Regions from separate parts of the Sus scrofa genome. Here region 1 is linked to region 2. The links are chromatin contacts, called in public Hi-C maps. All regions are on one chromosome and are shown on one strand. The core of a region is the stretch at or near the end of the contact, and the rest is flanking DNA. Distances in the headings are between cores, read along the strand shown.

The links. Hi-C and Micro-C count contacts between places; a contact is called where the count stands out from the background.
Region 1: a Hi-C map of retroperitoneal adipose tissue shows a contact between it and region 2, with 1.5 times the contacts expected there. The contact joins two enhancer-like sites. A contact is called at or near these places in 5 of 47 Hi-C or Micro-C datasets (alveolar macrophages, embryonic fibroblasts, mesenteric adipose tissue and 2 more) and 1 of 2 datasets of contacts at active chromatin or transcription factors (alveolar macrophages).

What each region holds. Positions count from the first base shown.
Region 1 is chr13:147,205,447-147,209,570 of Sscrofa11.1, forward strand. CCDC80 (coiled-coil domain-containing protein 80) reads left to right here. Exons shown (of 8, transcript XM_003132680.4): 1 at 1-1,717; 2 at 2,141-4,041. The coding sequence starts at 2,152. Among named protein-coding and RNA genes, the nearest start is that of CCDC80, 4.2 kb to the left of the region's middle. Within about 2 kb of position 1,450, at least 31 of the 83 cell types and tissues checked have an H3K27ac peak or open chromatin away from gene starts, as enhancers often do. A contact at or near this core is called in retroperitoneal adipose tissue, where this site is marked.
Region 2 is chr13:146,632,773-146,637,248 of Sscrofa11.1, forward strand. It overlaps BOC (brother of CDO), which reads right to left. Exons shown (of 21, transcript XR_002337900.1): 10 at 3,780-3,939; 11 at 3,268-3,378; 12 at 2,699-2,905; 13 at 2,178-2,359; 14 at 1,616-1,721; 15 at 1,263-1,385. Among named protein-coding and RNA genes, the nearest start is that of BOC, 68 kb to the right of the region's middle. Within about 2 kb of position 2,264, at least 7 of the 83 cell types and tissues checked have an H3K27ac peak or open chromatin away from gene starts, as enhancers often do. A contact at or near this core is called in retroperitoneal adipose tissue, where this site is marked.

The DNA of each region.
Region 1 (4,124 bases), core at 200-2,699, 570 kb after region 2:
TATCCAGAGACAGTAGCCACTGATACAGCCTAGCTTATAGGGATCCTTCTGAAAACCCTGGGTCACCAATCTCTATGGCAGTTAATACTGCTTGAATGCACTTGGAGAGGCTGGAAGAAATATCTACATAACCCAAGGCACCTTTCCTCCCCACTAAAAGCTGAATCCTCATGGCAGATCCAGGAGGCATACTCACAGAGCTGCCTCATTCTCTCCTTTGGGATCTGACATGGTTACTTCTAAGGACTGCCTAAAACCCTCTGGACACGCAAAGCCTCTGGAGAGCAAGATATTGCAACACACACACATGCACACACACTCATGCATACACACTTGTGTCCTCTGAGGAAGCTCTCGGCCTACCTTCTCTAGCCTGAACCCAGAACTGGAGGTCATAATAGCCTTTCCCTGTGTAATGGCTGACCACAATCTCAGGAGAACAGCAGCCACTGCCTGCATTTCTAACCTTTTACCAGCTTCCTTTCATGCCAAGTAGAAACTAGGAACAAGAACACAGTAATACGATCTCCAATTAGCATAAAATAAAAACAACACCAGCCATGTTTTCCATGGACTTTTCCAACCTCAAACTAAACTCATGAAGCAGGGAGAAAGAGATAAAAATATACCCATGGAACTAATATATATATACTGTCGTTGTACGTACAGCCAAGCACTCTGAGCCAAATGAGTATCTGTCACTAGGAAAACCAAGCAGTCAGATGTAGAAATCTGAGAATTTTCCCTTTTCCAAAGTGCAGTGTAAGTACAAACAGGAAGGGACAGTGTCCTGATGACTCGGTGGGGAAGGGGTTAAGTCCTCAGCCATCCAGTTCTTAAGTGATTTATGATGATGTGCAATGTTTCAAAACTTTCCCCTACCCCAAAGAACAGCCCCCTCCCCTACACCCCCTCCCCAGTCCAGGCTCACCGCTCACCGTGCTGAAATGGGAAGGAGGCGGTGTTTTGCTGATCTGTTAAATTCTTAGTGAAGTTTCCTTGATTTCCAGTGGCTGCTGTTGTTTGAGTTTGGTTTGGATCAAAACTGAGGTTGTCCTGGCATTTCTGGGATTGAATCCAGGCAAGAGGAAGAAGAAAAAGGAGAAGGAAAAAGAGGAGAGGAAAAGGTGGCGAGAAATAAAGGGAGGAGAGAAGCCTAAGGAAAAGAGAAAAGTCCTTTTTCAACATCACATTCCTGTGTTTTCCCTCAGCCTGGAAAACATATTAATCCCAGGGCTTTTACGCTCGGAAACAAAAGGACGAAGCCAGACTGTGGGGGAAAGGGTGATAAGAATCCTGGAACTGGAAAGAGAGAAAGAGCAAGATTCAGAAAGAGCTGGGGCTCCACTTTAAGGGGAGTCCAGTGCTGTCGGCTGTGGGGACTGGCACACACAGACACAAGAAGCCCCAGCAGAAGCGGCAGACACATGGAGATGCAAAGACTTAAAAGGACAGCTCCTTTCACCGCATCCTACTTGTCAAGAAGGTAAAAAGGCACAGCCAGAAAGAAAAGAAGACAGCTCAGCCGTCAGGTCCGGACAGGCGGTGGTCTGTGTGCGGCTTTGGGAGCTGGAGCTGCAGCACACCCCTTTGTATCAGCCAGCCTCTCAAAGGAGAAGAGAGTTCGGAGGAAAAGTATTTCATCTAGGAACTGTCCTGGGAGCACACTTCAGATTGCTTTTTAAACCCTCCACATTCCATCTCCATGAGCCACCATGTAAGTGTGTAACCCTGCCTGTCTTTGCTGTGTCTGTTTGTTTCTTTGTTGCTTTTTTTTTTTGAAGAACTGCAATAGGAATGTTGTCATAATTAATATGCTCAGTGTGCCTTTTCTCTGGAGCATCAGTCAGTTGAAACAGTGCAAGCATGCTGAATGGGGAATTGAGTGGAGTTTCCTGCTTAATGTAACTGTCTCTGCTAAGCACGGATAAATTACAGGGACTAAAAAGCAACAGGATCTCATCCGATTTTCCACTCCCTGACCTCCCTCCTTCTTCCCTATCCACCCCTTCCCCCTCCCCCTGGCGGAGATAGTGAAAGAGATAATGCCCAGTTCTGTTTGCAATTAAATGATTTTCTTTCTTTCTTTTTTTTCTCTGGCCTCCCCTCTCTGTCTTTTGACCCTGCTGCCTCCTCAAAGTGGATTGCACAATGATATGGAGAATGGGACCCAGTTTTACCATGCTGTTGGCATTGTGGCTGGTGTGCGGATCAGAGCCCCACTTGCAGGCCAGGAATAGAGTGAGCCATGGAGGGCGGAAAGCGCCTCTGGTTTCCCCCACCAACAGAAGGCCAGCTCGGTTACTGAGGCACACAGGGAGGTCTCAGGGAATTGACAGAACCACTCTGGGAGAACCAAACCTTCAGTCTCTCCAAAGAAGGAGGAGCATACCGGTGTTGAGAGTGGCTCACGCAACGGCACTGCCAGCCTCGCTGGGCATCAGTGGGGCCCCGGTGAGAACTGAGCAGAGACCAGCAGCCCAGAGCTCTCCCCGTCAGATGGTCCGAGATGAGGGGTCCTCGGGTCGGTCAAGAATGTTGCGCTTCCCGTCTGGGTCCAGCTCTCCCAACATCCTTGCCAGCTTTGCAGGGAAGAACAGGGTGTGGGTCATCTCGGCCCCTCACGCCTCGGAAGGCTACTACCGCCTCATGATGAGCCTCCTGAAGGACGACGTGTATTGTGAGCTGGCGGAGAGGCACATCCAGCAGATCGTGCTGTTCCACCAGGAAGGAGAAGAAGGCGGCAAAGTGCGGAGGATCACCAGCGAAGGCCGGGTCCTAGAGCAGCCCCTGGACCCCAGCCTCATCCCAAAGCTCATGAGTTTCTTGAAGCTGGAGAAGGGCAAGTTCAGCATGGTGCTCCTGAAGAAGACACTGCAGGTGGAAGAGCGCTACCCTTACCCCGTCAGGCTGGAGGCCATGTACGAGATCATCGACCAGGGCCCCATCCGCAGGATAGAGAAGATCAGGCAGAAGGGTTTTGTGCAAAAATGTAAGGCCTCTGGGGTGGAGGGCCAGGTGGTGCAGGAGGGGAACAATGGTGGAGAGGCAGGAAGACCAGGCCTGAGCAGTGAGAAGAGGAAAGAAGAGCAGAGGAGAGCACAAATGCCACCAACCAGAGAAAGCCGGCTGAAGGTGCTGAGAAAACCGGCCACCCCGACGGGGGCCCCTCCCCCACCTCCTCCAACCCCACGGGCCACCACCCTGCCTCCTGCTCCAGTCACAACAGTGACTCGGGCCACCTCTCGGGTGGTGACCATAGCTGCAAGACCTACAACCACCACGGCCTTTCCAACCACCCAGAGGCCCTGGACCCCCCGGGCCCACCCTTCCGACCACCCCCATAGGTCCCCTGCAACAGCCGAAGTGACCACTGCCAGGGGGTCCGTGGCCTCAGAGAATCTCTACCCTCCACCCAGGAAGGAGCAGCCTAAGGAAAAGCCGCAGACCACCAGGAAGCCCAGCAAAGCCACCAGCTTCGAGAGCTTCACGGCTGCCCCTCCCACCACCATCTCCGAGCCCAGCACCCGGCCCGGCGCGGGCCGTTTCCGGGACAACCGCACAGACAAGCGGGAGCATGGCCACCGGGACCCAAATGTGGTGCCAGGTCCTCACAAGCCAGCAAAGGGGAAACCTCCCAAAAAGAAAACCCAGGACAAAATTCTTAGTAATGAGTATGAGGATAAGTATGACCTCAGCCGGCCGACGGCGTCTCAGCTGGAGGAGGAGTTGCAGGTGGGGAACCTACCCCCAAAAAAAGCAAAGGAGTCCAAAAAGCATGAAAAGCTTGAGAAACCCGAGAAGGAGAAGAAAAAAAAAGTGAAGAGTGAGAAAGCAGACAAGTTACTCAAGAGTGAAAAACAAGTGAAGAAGGACAAGGCTGAGAAGAAGAGCAGACAGGAGAAAGAGAAGAACAAGAAAAAAAAGGCAGGGAGGACAGAGCAGGATGGGCAACTGAAACCCACCAAACATTTCACTCAGAGTCCCAGGAAGCCTGTGACTGACCTGCTGGGGCCCTTTGAAGGCAAACGAAGGCTCCTGGTAAGTGATCTTCTCCTTGGCTTTGTTCTGTGAGCTTGAGGCAGTGTTAGGGTTTGGTGTGTTATTTTTCTAAAATCACATTG
Region 2 (4,476 bases), core at 1,014-3,513:
TACATCCCAATGACCACCAAATACCCACTCTCCAGGCAGGACACCTGCTTCCCTGGGGGGACATCTGCATTTCAATGTCTCAGAAGAACGAGATCCAGTTCCTCTCTTGTAGAAGCTGCTTCTCTTCGGGCCTTCCCTCTTTCCACAAAGGCAAAACCACCTCAAGGTTTACTCTGAACTCCTTTCACTCTCTCCCCAGCTCAGTGCACTGTCGGTCCTCCCTTTGCTTACTCAGAAAGGAGACTCCAACCCACCCCTTCTCCTTATATTTACTTCAGGGCCCTGTCCTCTCCCCTCGGCTTATTCCTGTGCAGTCACCACTGACCCTTCCTGATAAACCTGGCAATGGCCTTTTTCCACCTCACACCCAAGGTCCTAATGGCCCCCAGCCCCTCCCTCTCCTCCTCACAGCGCCACACCCTCCAACCCTGCGGAGCTGCTTGCAGGCTTGTCCTGTCCCTGCTCCCACCCAAGCCACTCCCTCCATCCACAGCTGAAGGTTCAGTCCCTCCAGAAGACCTGTGTGAGTCTCTGTTCCTTGCCCCGGGCACTCTGTGTGTCACCTGATACAGGACTCCTGACTGTGTGCACATCTGACCCTGACCTCACTGGGCATGACAGAAGTGCACACAGCAGGGGCAGCGTGGCCAGTGATAGGAAAAGGGGTTGTCTGCATCCTGTTCCTTTGGGATCTTCTCCTGATTATGTTCTTTGCAATACACCCTTCAAAATGGAAATGATATCTATCCACTTGACCAGTGTGCTAATACTAACTAACAAGTTGTTATATGAATATGTTTGTGTTTGGGGGCAGGGAAAGAGCCTGGGCTTGTAGTTAGATGAACCTGGCCCAAAGCGTGCTCTGTCACTAACTGGCTGGGGGACGCTGGTCAAGGTGTTTCATTTCCCATTGCTCTCAGTTTCTTCCTTTCTCATGGGGTAACCAATGCAAGTACCAAATGTTATCACAGGAGTAAAGTCTTCATAGAAAGCTCCTGGCTTAACAAGGGGGTCTAGTCCATGAGTTCATATGTGAGTTAATTCCCAAGTTCCTAGAAGCTGTTATGATGGCAACCCATTTGAACTTGATATATGAGGCCCAGGCCAAGGAACAGAAGGGTTAAAAATCACAAGGTTTGAGGATCCTTGGAAAATAAGGAGTCATCCTGAGGAAGAGACACCCAGCACAGCACATGGAGCAGCCACTCTGCCCTGGTCTGCTGGGACTAGCAGGAGGACAGCAGCGAACCCAAGAGAATCACCTTTGGTTTCACAGATCATCACATTGCTGAACTCGCTCTCCCCTCCTTCGTTGAAGCACTGCATCTTGATGTCGTAGGAGGTCTCTGGCTGCAAGTGGCTGATGGAGTGCCAGTACCTATCCCCTGGGAAGGAGAGCAAGAGAGTCATATGAGGTGATCATGCATGCGGTTTGCTTGGCCCCTGGCTGCAGTCACACTCAGGCAGCACTGGAAGCAATGTTCTAGGTGCCCATCCAGTTCCGGTTGTCCCATCACCATGAACTTGACACTCCCAAGTATGTCATGAAAGAGACAATGACGTGAGGCACACCTGGACAACAGAGGAAACCATCACACACACACGTGTTTCTCACCTTCCACCATATCCTTCTTGTAGTCACTGTCATTGTCACTGTCTGTGGGCCGGTAATAGATATAAAAGCCATGGATTGGGGTGTTGTTGTTACTTGCTGGGATATACTATAGGGAATAAAAGAAGAAACAAGTTGACAACAGAGCAGAGAAGTCCTCATGGGAGCAGAACCACTTGGTGGAGGGAAATTTTATCCCAGCCTAGAGTTAAAAATTCACTGGGGACCCTGACAGACATTTCTGATGATCTCCCCGAGGATCTCTGGACAATGCTCTAGAGATCACTCGTTATTTTATTTAGCCTAGGAGTTCCTGACTTTTTAAGACAAGAAACAAATGGCTATTTCTTCAAAGACTTAAGTCCCCTCCTGGGAATCGTGAGGGTGGGTATGTATCTCTGGCTCGACTCTCAGGTACACAGGTGGATGAACACTTAAGGGGACGGAGCTCAGGATGAGGCAGGGGAGAAAGGTGATTCCTTCCTGCCAGAGCTGCGGTGGCCAGCTCCCGCCCAAGGCGGCGTTCAGCCCGTCTTCCCACTGCGGTCTGTGCCAGGCCACTCACCATCCACTTGAGCATGATGGTGGTCTCATTGACAGCATCGGTGAAGGTGATGTAAGGGCCGGCCACGGGCCTCTCGTACACGCGGCCGCTGTAGCCTGACACCACGTATGGCCGGGAGGGGGCGCTGGGCTCACTTTCCCCCAGCATGTTCAGAGCCCGGACTCGGAACTTGTAGGAGGTGCCTGGGGAGAGATACTCACTGAACTGGGGCCGGGAGACACCATCGGCCTCTCCATAGGTCTGTGCAGGTTCAGGATGTGGAGAGCTCTTCTGGGCGGCCCTTCCCCACCAGCATGCCCCAAAGGACTCCAGAACTCCCTCTCATCAGAAGGGAGCCACATGGGAGGAGCATGGGGAGTGGGGGGGTTGTGGGACTGAGGTAACATGACCAAGAGGGTCCATAGGAGCCTGGTGGCGGGTAGAGGATGAGCAGAGAGAGGAACCCCCCCAAAGCCCCCTTTCTCCTCCAGGTGGGCAGGGGGCAGCCGGAGGACTAGGGAGGACAGTGACCAGGGCCCTACCTTTCTCCAGGCCTGTGATCTCCACTGAGAGCCGGGAGGGAGGGATGGAGCTGGTGGCCAGGATCCAGTCCCCCACTTTCTTTAGCTTCTTATACTCCACACGGAAGGACTGGATTGGGAAGCCACCATTCCCCCGGGGAATCCAGGTCACGTACACCGAAGTCTCAGAGGCCATGGAGATAGTGGGCCTGTCTGGAGCTTCTGGGGCTGCAGGAGAGGGCACACGGGGGAGGAAGGAAGCAGGGGGAAGGGGGTGTGATGAGAAGATGGTTGTAACCAGACTAGACAAGGCCTGTCCAGATGGGGGCCAGCTCCACCCCGCAGCCCTCCACCTGCTGGGGCTGTGTCAGATTTTCCCAGGGGCCCCTGGGTCACTCTGTCCTGGAAAGAGCCCCTGCAAAGCTTCAATCAATATCTTTTCATTGTGATTAACTGGGGAGAGGCCAGGAAAATGTCACAAGGATTCCTGGACCCCATTCACCCTGCAGTGGTAAGCTTTCTGAGGCTGCAGGGCCGGGTCCAGTTCTGACTGCACGTCACCCCTCCCCATGGGGCTGCTGAGGGCTTACGGGACAGGCGGCCATGGTCGGGCTGGCTGCTGCTCTGGGGGCTGGCTCCAGGGTCATCCCTCTGGATCTGCTGCTCCTTGCTGGCTATGATTTCAGGTTTGGGCCGCCGTCCTGGGTAGAAATAGTTGAGATCAGCATGGGGAGTGTGCATTAGGTCTCTTTTCCACAGAGTCCTTTCTGCCTGAAGCTCTGCCAGGGACTCGAGAAGGCGATGCAAATAATCTAGGACATTGGAAGTGTGTCTGATTTTCAGCTCTGCCTGGTGGTCATGGCATTGCACCCGGGCTGAGTGTGAAAGGCACAAAGAGATGCCAGAGGGGCCACCTGGTGACTCTGCTAATGGGAGGTGGGACCTCAGCCTAGGCACGCAGACCACAGGGAGGCAGGAACTGAAAGGAAGATAAAGTCCATGGTGAAGAGCTGGGGCAAGGTGAGTAGGGCTTTGCATCTGGCCTGGTAGGACAGCTCAGGTCCACGGAAACCCCAAGCTGGGGGCAACGCTGGGCACTCACCAGTTCGGAAGGTGACCATGGCTGTCTGGCCTTCGCCTGCACAGTTGTAAGCTGCCATCTCCACTTCGTACAAGCTCCCAGGATCGAGTCTGGTGAGAGTCAGGTGGTGCTGGCCGGCCGGAATGCCAGAGATTGTCCACTCGTCAGAGGAGTTTGTGACCTGCTGGAGAAAGTGGCTGGTATGAGGCACCCTGGCCTGGAGCTATAGGGGGCTGTGCTATGCAAGGAAAGCAGAACTGAGTCCAAGGGGGCAGGAGAAAAGGAGGGAGACTGGCCAGGTTGGGAGAGGGGTGGCCCTAGAGCCCGAAAACTGGTCCTGCTGGCTCGGGGACACCCATCCTCACAGGGACAATAAAGCCAGGTTCCCTAATCCCTCATCTAATGATCTCATCAAAGAAAACTCAGTGGGGAGGGTCAGATGGCCCAACTGATACTGGCGAGAGAGTTTCTCCAAAGACTCTGTCTTTCTGAAAAACTCTCTATTTAACTCTGTTTCTCCTTGACCTATTTAACCAAACACAGTATCTTCAGTTTATAATGAGATGATGATGAGAATGATAAAGGCAGCAGTACCAGTAGAAATGGCCACATTTGCTGAGTGCTTACTATGTGCTAGGCATGCCGCGAAGTACTTGCCAGCTCCATAAAGCCCTTCCAGGACAACAGCCCAAGAGATGGCTGTTAATACTGTTTCCAC